Linked DNA regions of Macaca fascicularis: region 1 is linked to region 2. Evidence: chromatin contacts called from public Hi-C data. All regions are on one chromosome and are shown on one strand. Each heading gives the region's core, a stretch centred on a gene start, on an enhancer-like site or on the middle of the called end of the contact. The rest is flanking DNA. Distances are from core to core; before and after follow the strand shown.

Region 1 (5,364 bases), core at 360-2,859, 220 kb before region 2:
GAGAGCTAAAGAAACTCTCCAAAGTCACACAGCTAGGAAATGGAGAAATTGAGATTTGACCACCTCCGCTCCCTAAGCCCCCTAAACTCACCACATCCAACCTGAAATGAATCTTCTTCTCCAGCTCCAACCCCTCCTCTTCCCATGTTTCCTGCCACTTGACCTTCTGCTGCCTCACACTCAAACCCAAAACCTGCCTGGTGGAGGCTGACCATGGGGCTGCAGTGATAGTGCTGTGATGGGGATGTCCAGTGGGGCCTGGGATCCTCAGGCCTCTTAACCTCATCTTCCCTCCCACAGGCCTGCATGATTCCAGGGAGCATCAAGGCAAGAAACACAGGGAGAAAGAGCAGTCAGTCCCCCTGCCACAGGACTGGCCACATCTGTCACATCTGGAGAAATCTGCCCAGAGTGGTTCCCCTGGACTAAGGGCAGTCGGCGTTGGGGAAGAGGGAGCTCCTTCTTGCTCCACCCATCAGGATGCCTAAAATGAGAGGCTGAGAGGGGCCTGCCCTGAGGACTGAGCTGCCAGGCTTTCTGCTTCCAAGTTCTTCCCGGCTCCCCATCTCCTCCTGCTTCGGGGAAGTGCACCCCCGACTCCCTCCCCTCTGGCTTTCTAGATCCTTGAATAAATAATTCAGGTTTTGAAATCTTGCCAGGCCCACCCCTCCGGTGCTGTGAGGGCGCTATTGGGCTGACATGAGTGACGTCACCCAGCTCTTATCCCAGCCCCAGCATCATGGGACCTGCCCTGGCACCAACTTACCTGCCTGGTCACTGTCAGTCCAGACGCTCTACCCTGTGCCCCTCACCCTGGAGCCCACTCACCACGGCCACCTGCTATCTTCCTTCCAGGGCCCCACGGCCCTCATGGCTTAGCACTGTCGCTTCAGTACCCCAGCCCTTCTGACAGGGTCATAGTGACCTGAAGTCACCTGGACACTCCATGTTCCCAGGCTGCCGCCTCTGCCATCCCGGGGTCCCTGAACTCCTCCCTGCTGCAGAGTCACCGTCACACTGCCATGGTTGCCCTGGGGGTTTCCTCTCTACCGTTGGTGTCCCACGGCCATCACGCCCCCCAAGATTCTGTCACCATGCTAATGTCACTGCCACCCACCTCCCCGCTCCCTCGTGCTCCCCGTCATCGTCACCTCAGGGCCCCATCATCTTGGCAACCCTGTCATCCTCACCAGGGACGCCCAACCAGCCCCATCACAAGCTCTTCCTTCGTCATCTGGATCTCGTCAGCCTCTCTGCCACCCAAGGGTCCCATCACCCCACAGCCTAGCCGGGTCCCCTTCCACCACGTTCCCAGCAGCCTCCCTGAGACTACAAGGCTCTCCCACCGGCGCCGCTGAAACCCCCGGCCCGCAGAGGGCGCCGCGTCAAGGACAGCGCGGGCCGACTCGGGAGGAGGCGGGGCCGCAGCCACGGTCGCTTTTTATGAATGGGGGAGCGGGCGGCGCGAGGCCTCATTACTATGCCGCGCAACGCGCTCTGCGCCCCAGCGCTCCGCGCCCATTGGCTAATCGGGCCGCTGACGTCACCGAACCGGTGGCCGGGGGCGGGGCGGGACGGGGTGACTCACGCCGCTTCTCCCGCGGCCGCGGGGGCTTCTCGGGGTCCACGCACGCCCTGCGCCGCCAGGACCCGAGCGGAGCCTCCCCGCGGCCTGGCCGCGCCTGGTCCTGAGCGGTGAGTAGTGGGCCCCGCCGCGGACACTAGGGGTCCTGGAGGGCACGCAGGATGCTGGGGCACTGGGCCGGCGGAAGACTCCTAGCGGCCGGCCAGGGTCCGAATTCCAGGTGGGAATTCTGGGTTTAGGCGATTCTGGGTTAGCAGACGTGGGCCTAAGTGCTTGAGTGCTGGGGCTCAGTTGGATGACCCGGCGAAGGGTGAGCATTCCTGCAGGGACCCGAGGCCCTGGAGGGACTGATGGTCATCTGAGGTTAAGCCGGCAGGAGGCGTCTGGGGCAGGGACCCAGGCGTCCGAACAGCAGGAGGTGTCCGACTTGGGAATCCAGGTATCTAGACAGAAGGCGGAGTCAGGCCCCAAATCCAGGTGTCCGGGCAGAAGAAGGCATCTGACTCAGGGATCCGGGCTTCCAGCAGGGGGGTCTGCCTAGAGACCTAGAGATGCAGGCAGAAAGAAGGGTCCAGCCAGGGACAGAAGCCTGGGAGGGTGGCGGGTGGGGTCTGAGTTCCCAGGTGTTACCGCGGGAGTGCGGGGTGGTGGCTGGTGGGAGCTTCACGCGCATTCCCCGGGGGCGGAGTCTAAGGCTGGCAGTACTGAGAATCGTGAGGGGTTTGGGAGACTCAGGCACGAGCTAGCATCATCATCTCTGATGGGAGGGAGCAGAGCCGCTCAGTCTCCAGATGTTTCCCTACCCCAATCTTGAGCCTTTGGGGGCATCCCCTGGATCCTATGGCCCTCATCCGCTTATAGTACCCCTTCTTCTGTCTCTCCTCTGGTCACACACATGGAAAAAGAGACGTGCAGCACCTAGGACAGGGATCCCCAGGAAGAGACCCCTGTTTAGAGGCCTGGGGGCATTGGAGAGGACAGCGGTATCCTGGGAGGAGCCCCAAGGGATGAATGTGGGGATAAGGCGTTGGGACCCTATAAGGTATCCTGAGGAGAGACTCCCACCATGTATCCTGAGGGGCACCTCACCCCCTCCAGACCCCACCTCGCATCATCCAGCTTGGTCAGCTTCTCACAAGGCCTTTCTCCTACAGGTACCATGATGTGGGGTGCAGGCAGCCCTCTGGCCTGGCTCTCAGCTGGCTCAGGCAACGTGAATGTAAGCAGCGTGGGCCCAGCAGAGGGGCCCACAGGTCCAGCTGCACCGCTGCCCTCACCTAAGGCCTGGGATGTGGTGCTCTGCATCTCAGGCACCTTGGTGTCCTGCGAGAATGCACTAGTGGTGGCCATCATCGTGGGCACGCCCGCCTTCCGTGCCCCCATGTTCCTGCTGGTGGGCAGCCTGGCCGTGGCAGACCTGCTGGCAGGCCTGGGCCTGGTCCTGTACTTTGCTGCTGTCTTCTGCATCGGCTCAGCGGAGATGAGCCTGGTGTTGGTTGGCGTGCTGGCAATGGCCTTTACCGCCAGCATCGGCAGTCTACTGGCCATCACTGTTGACCGCTACCTTTCTCTGTACAATGCCCTCACCTACTATTCAGAGACAACAGTGACACGGACCTATGTGATGCTGGCCTTAGTGTGGGGAGGTGCCCTGGGCCTGGGGCTGCTGCCTGTGATGGCCTGGAACTGCCTGGATGGCCTGACCACATGTGGCGTGGTTTATCCACTCTCCAAGAACCATCTGGTAGTCCTGGCCATTGCCTTCTTCATGGTGTTTGGCATCATGCTGCAGCTCTACGCCCAAATCTGCCGCATCGTCTGCCGCCATGCCCAGCAGATTGCCCTCCAGCGGCATCTGCTGCCTGCCTCCCACTATGTGGCCACCCGCAAGGGCATTGCCACACTGGCCGTGGTGCTTGGAGCCTTTGCCGCCTGCTGGTTGCCCTTCACTGTCTACTGCCTGCTGGGTGATGCCCACTCTCCGCCTCTCTACACCTATCTTACCTTGCTCCCCGCCACCTACAACTCCATGATCAACCCTATCATCTATGCCTTCCGCAACCAGGATGTGCAGAAAGTGCTGTGGGCTGTCTGCTGCTGCTGTTCCTCTTCCAAGATACCCTTCCGATCCCGCTCCCCCAGTGATGTCTAGCTGAGTCTTCGTGATCCTTCAGCCCTGATCACTACAGAATCCCAGAATGTTAGGCTCTCCAGGGCTTCTTTCCAAACCCCCAGCTCCACACCCCCCAGACCCAGCTGGTTCTGGAGTTCTAGGACATTGGGTGTTTGAAGGTTTTTGTTCAGATCCCTGTGGGGGTCCAGCTGGCTCCATGGTTCCAGAATGTTCAGGTGGTCAGGGATCTACTCAGAAATGTCTCACAGCCCAGCTGGCTTGCAATTCCGGAATGCTGGGAGTTTTACAGTGCCATTCCAAGTCCCAGATGTCCCTCCTCCCCCACACTTGACCTTAACCATGTCACTTTACGTTTGAATTTCTGAACTAAAGAGTCAGAGAGATTAGTCACATAGTTGCCTAAATAGGAGAGAGAAAGATTATATACGCGCACATACAAAGAGAGTGTCTATTTATGATTTATTTATTTATAAATTTACTTATGGGTGGTAAGGGGGGAAAAAGATACCCACACCTTGATATCCAGGCCATACCAGGGTACCCGTTGTCCCCTCACCCCCATTTCTGACCTCAGTTCCTGGAGGGGGGAAAGGGAGAAAGAGAAACCACGTATTTTGTTATTATTTTGGATTATTTTTTATCGAAGAGATCATAGAAACCAGAGCCTTCTCCCCAGGCCTGCCCTCTTTGGGTTTGGAAGGGGAACACACCAGCCTCTGGTTTTTTATTTTTTTAAGAAGCCATCACCTGAGCAACCAAAAATTCCTCTGCGCTGGGGTCCGACTGCCCTCTGGTGGCCATTTGGGGAAAACTGCAGCCCAGCCAGGCAGCTGGGACCAGAATGCAACCCCAGCTCCACTCCAGCCTGGCGTCCAGCGCCACAGCCATGGCCCGGGGGCCAAGCCTCATCCTGCGGTGCCCTAGAAGAGGGGGGGGCACGAGCCAACACCCCACCCCTCTGCCAACCGGGGTATGGCCCCCAGTGCATTCCCTGTTCCTGTCTCCAACCTAACTCAATAAAAAATGATTTTGTCATAAATATGTTTCCCCATGTGTGTGTGGAGGGCATGGAGTGGGGCCTGATGGAGGATGGCCTGGAATGAGAGGGTCAAGCCAGGCCTGGGGGGGCTGTTGAGGGAACTGGGGAGCTGGACAGAGGGTGGAGGGTGGCTGGCAGGTGACTCCCTCTCAGATGTCAGTGCTCCTCTGCTCAGACCTGGGCACTGACTGGCAAGGACCTTACCTCCCCCTGGCGACAGGAACCTGGGTGCTTGGCTCTTCCTAGGTCAAGGATGCCCACATCCTGCCCACATTGGCCATTGTGGGGCTTAGGCATGATGAATGTGCTCAAAGCATGTGTTTCCTTAATAATAATAGGTCCTTCTAATTGTGGGTGCCTACTGTGTGTCTGGCACACATGCCACCTCGCTTATGCCTAATAAGCATCCCATGGCACAGGTAGTGTCTTCTCCATTTTACAAACGAGGTAGCTGAGGCTGAGTGAGGGACAGTGGCTGGCCCAAGGACATAACAGCTAAAAAATGGTAAAGCCAGGAGCATCTGTTTCTAGAATCTGTGCTGTGTAGTGAGCAATTTCCTTCCTTCCCAAGCCTGGAGCTTAGGGCATTCTGGACCCCTGATTTTT
Region 2 (5,550 bases), core at 2,623-5,122:
TAATAGTGAGTCTGCTTGACCTCACCAAGCCAGACCAGAAGGGCCTGGGCATCTGGTACGCAGGCATGACACCCCCTGGTCTTGGGTGGCTGGCATGAGACACAGAGCTCTGTGTTCTACAAACCAAAAAAAAAAAAAAAAAATTGAAGTTGACCTGGGGGTGGGACAGAGAGGGGAAGGGGGAAATGAGGGAGATCAGGTTTGCCTGGAGGAAGCCCCTGTCCAATGGGGAACAGAAGCATAGAGGAGGGAGTGGTTCAAAGTCAATGCTCCAGGCTGATTGGAGAACAACAATGTCCCTCTGGGGCTCTGTCAGTCCAGAACAGCTCCCCCTACCCAAATGTCTTCTGCCAGGGGCAGTCTGCCCCTCAAGCCTCCAGCACAACCATAGCAATCAGGTGGAGACCCCATCTTTTAATCTTTTGAGTCCAAGTCCAACTTCCCTACTGTACACCTCCACTTAGCTCAGCAGGGGGTTCCAGAAGCCTCCCAGCCCAGATCTAAGTACATGCAGTGGGGGTTAACAAAGCCCCCCAGCTCCCAAACCCCTTCCCCAAAGGCCCCATCAAGGGCTGGGGAGCAATGCAAAATAACCCCAGAATCCTCATGCATTGAAACTGAGAAGCTATGCTGTCCATTCACAGTGCCTGAGGGTGGTAGGGGCTCCCTGCCCCCACGACCCTGTTCCAGACCCCCCAGCCCAGCAACAATAATAAACAGCTAGCTCTTTTTCTTTATGACACCAAATTTCTCCAAGCCCAACAGCTCCTTCCATCACTACCTCAGCCATAGATCACATTAAAAACTCACAGAGGGCAACTTAAACACATCACATTTGTTTCTCTCTATATTATTTCAAAAGTAACGGCATTAAAAATGGATTTTACTACAGAAAATAAATATCAGCACGTGGGCCGGGAGCCCAGATAGAGGAAAGAGCCCACCAGGGGAATGTCCCTGAGGGCTTGGGCACAGTTAGGCACTGACCAGATTAGAAAGGCCAGGCTACACCTTGGGCTGTGGGGGATTCCTGGGGAGGGGGCAATGCCTGCCCACCTGGGCATCTGCCCCAAAGCCGGATGAAGAAGGACAAGTCACTGGTTTGGGCTGGTGGCCACTGGTCCCCCAAAGCTCATGCCCTCACTGGTCTTTGCAACCCCTGAAGAGTGGGAGCTCTGGGGCCAGAAGTTCACCAGTCTCTGGGGATTACTCCAACTATTGACACAGCAGGAGAAAAAAATGAATTCAACTTACTATCCAGTTTGATTTTCCATTACTATAAAAATAAATATACATCTGCTCAAAGGAGGGAGATGGCAAGCAGCATGCACATGCCACCTGGGGGGTCCCCCCCACAACCCAGCCTGCCTGCCCCCGCCCCACTCCAGGCTGGGGGACAGACAGACTGGTAATCTTTCACTTACAGCCCCAGCTCACACAGTCACACACACCGGGCCACAAGGAACAGGAACAAGCCAACAATAGAAACACCCCAAATGCCCCTGGCAGGACTCTGCCCAGGCCCAGGCACATGCCCCCGCCCAGCCGGCGGCGACAGCAGCAGCGGACAAAATGTGGCCACCCTGACCCGGAGGCAAAGCTTGTCCTCACACCCTGAGCTCTGCCCAGGGAGCTGGGGCCAAGTCCCGCCTGACACCAACTGGTCCGGCGGGAAACGCCTGCCCAGCCAGACAGGCACAGGCCCCCCAAGGGTCCCTCCTTGTGCTCAGGGACCAGGCTGGTGCAGTCCGGCCCTGCCTCCCAGGGTGACGCCTGGGCCCAAATTCAGCTGGCCCTGCCAGTCAGGCACTGGTGCAGAACCGAGGGCACCAGGCTCAGCCCCTCCCAGCCCAGCCCCAGGGCCCCCAAGCTGGGAGGGAGGGGAGACTCCCCACCCCTCCACATCTGGCCCTGGCCCCCAGGGTCTGCGGTAGAGAATTCCCGCCCCCGCTTCTCTCTCTCCCTCCTCCCGCTCTGTGCCCGCTGCCCGCCTCAGGGACAGCCCCAGCTCCCGCCTCCGGCCAGCAAGGCCCACATCCTTCCTCCCTCAGCTGGCCCCTTCGCCTGGCAGGAGGCTGGGGGGTCAGGCTGCTGGGGAACCCCCCCAAGCTCCCATCAGTCCTCATCCCCAGCCCCCAAACTCTGGGTTGCTGTCCCTTTTCCTGTAGAACAGGAAACAAGGTTATTTCCTAGACTCAGAGCCAGCCCCCTGCCCCTCTGGCTCTGCCCGGGGACCCAGACCCAGCAGGGGAAGGCGCCCTCAACCAGCAAGCAGAGATTCAGCAATTCACCCCAGCTCCCTGCCTAGGGGGCTGACAGCTGTCACTCAGCACCCCACCCCCTGGGGAAGAGGGGGCCGATTCAATCAGAGCCCCAGAGGAAACGCATTGATAGGCGATTATTTATTTATTTATGCAAAAGTGAGCCGACTTTGTTCGCCAGGTAACCGGGCACGCGGCCCAACCCCTTCAGCCCTAGCCGCCCCCAAATCCCTCCTCCGCCCCACACCCCCTCCGGGTCATTAGGTCCCCGCCCCTCAACTCCCCGAGAGCCAGTGGATCCTAGGGATTTGGGGGTTGGAGGGGAGGGGCTCCTCCCTCCGCAGTCTCCCCTTTTCCCAGCGCCGATCCTAAAATCCAGCCTTGTTCTCCGCTCCCACGGTCCCCCCTTCATTCCCCCCCCCCACATTCTCAGCAAGCTGGAGAGCAAATTGCAGTTTTAAATCCAAAGGCGGAGGGAGGGGGAAGGAGGAGGGGGCGCGCGGCAGCGCTGGGCGCGCACCTCGCCCCCGAGCCGGGGGAGCCGCGGGGCGGCCAGGAAACCCGAGAACCCCCCCTCCCCGCCCCCCCCTCCCCGTCCACCTCCCCCTCCCCCTTCCCGGCGCTGCCTGCCAGGCTTCGAGCCGAGCCCAGCCGAGCCGCGGGCCCCGGTGGAAACAAAGACCGATCGCACCGCGGGCACCGCAGCCACCGGGTCCAGCGGACCGGACCGGGGGACGCGGGCCCCCCCCACCGTGCGCTGCACAAAAGAGCCCGGCCGGCCGGTCCCCAGCGGGGGTCTAGGGCTGGGGAGGAGGCGCCACTCACCGGAGTGCTGGGCTGCCGGCTCCGTGGGTCCGAGCCAAGCGAGGGGTTTTAGGGGGCGTCTGTCTTCCGGCGGTGGCAGCGACGCGGGCGCCCGGCTGCTGAGGAGAGGAGTCGTGGAAGAGCCCTGAGCCGCCCGCCGTCGCTGACAGCATGGCTCGCGCCTCGGCTCACATTCTCCGCCGCTAACTCCGCTGGACACGGCCCCCCGCTCCCGCGGCGCCCCCCCACCTCGATCACTCCTTCGCTCTCTGCGCTCCCCTCGCCCTCCCGCCGCGCACACACTCTCCCAGCCCTGGACACCCCCGCCCCCACCCCCCCAATTGCAAACCTGGGAGGGAACGCGCCCCGCGTAGTCCTCCTGCTCCTCCTCCTCCGCCCTCCTCCCTCCCGCTCTCTCTGGCTGTCTGTCTGTCTCTCAGACTGTCTCTATTTCTCGCTCTCTCTGCCTTTCTCTGCTCTCCAAGCTGGGTGGGAAAAGGAAATGAGGACAGAAAGCAGACGCTGGCTTTGGGTGGTGGTAGCTGGATTCCCTCTCTCCCTCCCTCCCCCTCCTCCCCTCCCTCCTCCTGCCTTCTGCTCTCTCCGCTGCGAGCGGGGCTGAGCGCAGCCTGGCGGGTGGCTCGCTCTGCCCGCCCGCCCGCCTGTCTGTCTGTCTGGTCCGCCTCGCTCGCTCCCTCCCTCCGTCTCTCGCCCTCGCCCTGCCTGCCTGCCTCTCTCCGTCTCCGCCGCCGCCGCCGATGCCTCTGCGAGCTCGCCTTACCTTCGCCGCTCACCATCCGGAACCCTAGGGGGGAGCGCGCGCGCGGCACGCCGGGACTTGTAGTCCCCGCCCCGGCCGCTCCGCGCGCGGGGAGGGCGGGGCCGCGCCGGGTGCTCCGACGGCGCGGCCGGGAGCCCCGGGGACCCCGTGCCTGGGGCGCGTCTGACTGGGGCGCGTCCTCGTTTACCAACGGGCGCAGATCCTCCCCAAGAGTTACGAATGGTCCCCGTGTTCCTTGTCTCCACCGGGGGGCTCTGGTTCGAGCGGAGGTTGCGAGTGGGAGTGAAGGGGCGGGGTCTGAGAGCGGAATGGGAGTGGAATAGGGAACCAGGGGATTAACCAAAGGGGCTGCGACTTTCTGGGGCGTCCCAGTTAAATGTGAGGAGGAAAGGACGGAGGAGAGGACCGGCTCTCTCAATCTGGGGACGTTATCCTTTTCTGAAAAGGTTTCTTATTGAGTAAAGCGCAAGTATTTAAAGCGGGAGGGCTGCTGGGGCGGGGCAGCGGAGGAGACCCAGCCAGCGCTGCCTCCCCACTCGGTGACCCCTCCTCTCAAACTCCGAGCTCTGGGTTTCGCCCTTGCAACCCAGCTTTCCTACATGTCCAAGGGCGGCGAGGGCTCAGAAGTCTTGGATAATCCACAGATAGAACACACACACCCTTTTCCGAATTCTGCTGAGCATTTGCGTTGTGTCAGGAAGCAGGATTCAGATTGAACGGTGCTGACCTCCTGCCGCGGCCGGGGGCTGGGCTCAGCACTTTCACCTACCTCCTCTTCAGGTCACATCTGTTCTCCAGCCCCTGGCTCGTGGGCCCCCTCCCTAGCCTATCCCACAGATGGGAATGTGCGCTGCTTGAGGGCCTTGTTACCGCCCCCAGAGATGGCTGAACTGCTGCGGTAAAATCGTGCTGTTATTTCCATTTTAGAGATGGGGGCACTGAGGCCCAGGTTCTTCTGGTTAGCAAGTGGCTGAGCCCAGCTGGGTTTGAACCAGGGTCTGACTAACCCCAAACCCCACAAGCTTAAACCCTGGGCTATGGCAAGCAGTTGTGATTCCCTCCATTTCTGTAACTGACCTTCTCTCCCTGTGTCTGTGTGTCCTTTCTTGGCAATTCAACAAATGTTAACTGAGGTATGCAGGGCTTGCAGGGGACTCGGAGATGAATAATGCATAGTGGCTGTCCTGTCCTGTGTCCTAGGTGTCTACCAACGCCGGCCCTGACTGGCCCTGCGGCGGTCCCACCTCATTGGACCACCTCATCTGTGTGTCTGATGTTCCACACTCCGTGTCTGCTGGCCTTGTCTATCTTGCTCCAGGTCTGAAGTTCCTAGAGCAGTGCCTTTGTCTCTGGCCTCCCTGTTTCTGACTCTTCCTTTGGCCTTGCAGGGTGATGGCCAGTGTGTGACAAAGGCAGCTGGTGACATTTTGCCAACTGCAGCTCCCTGGTCACTATCTTCCCCACACCTCCACTCCTTCCAAGCTCCTTCTCTATGGCAGTCCGGTACCCCCAGAGGACAAAAGATGGGATCTGGGGAGCACTGTCTATTGGCCCTTGGCAGAGGGTGTGTGCAGCAGTAATAGGAGAGGTCTAGGGCTCTAAACGGTACACTATTGATTTGGCATCATGGGGCTGCCATGACCGGCTGGAGAGACCATCATCTTGGAGCAGCTTCTCCTTGCAGACAAGTTAGACCTTGGGTTC

Evidence for each region. A called contact is a pair of places that touch in the nucleus more often than the background predicts.
Region 1: a Hi-C map of skeletal muscle shows a contact between it and region 2, with 8 times the contacts expected there. The contact joins the promoter of GPR3 here to the promoter of AHDC1 in region 2. A contact is called at or near these places in 2 of 2 Hi-C or Micro-C datasets (liver and skeletal muscle).

Annotation. Positions count from the first base shown.
Region 1 is chr1:207,685,140-207,690,503 of T2T-MFA8v1.1, reverse strand. It overlaps GPR3 (G protein-coupled receptor 3), which reads left to right and starts at 1,609. Exons shown (of 2, transcript XM_005544278.4): 1 at 1,609-1,695; 2 at 2,740-4,758. The coding sequence starts at 2,745. The coding sequence ends at 3,737.
Region 2 is chr1:207,464,613-207,470,162 of T2T-MFA8v1.1, reverse strand. AHDC1 (AT-hook DNA binding motif containing 1) reads right to left here and starts at 3,872. Exons shown (of 7, transcript XM_074015362.1): 1 at 3,847-3,872; 2 at 3,087-3,184.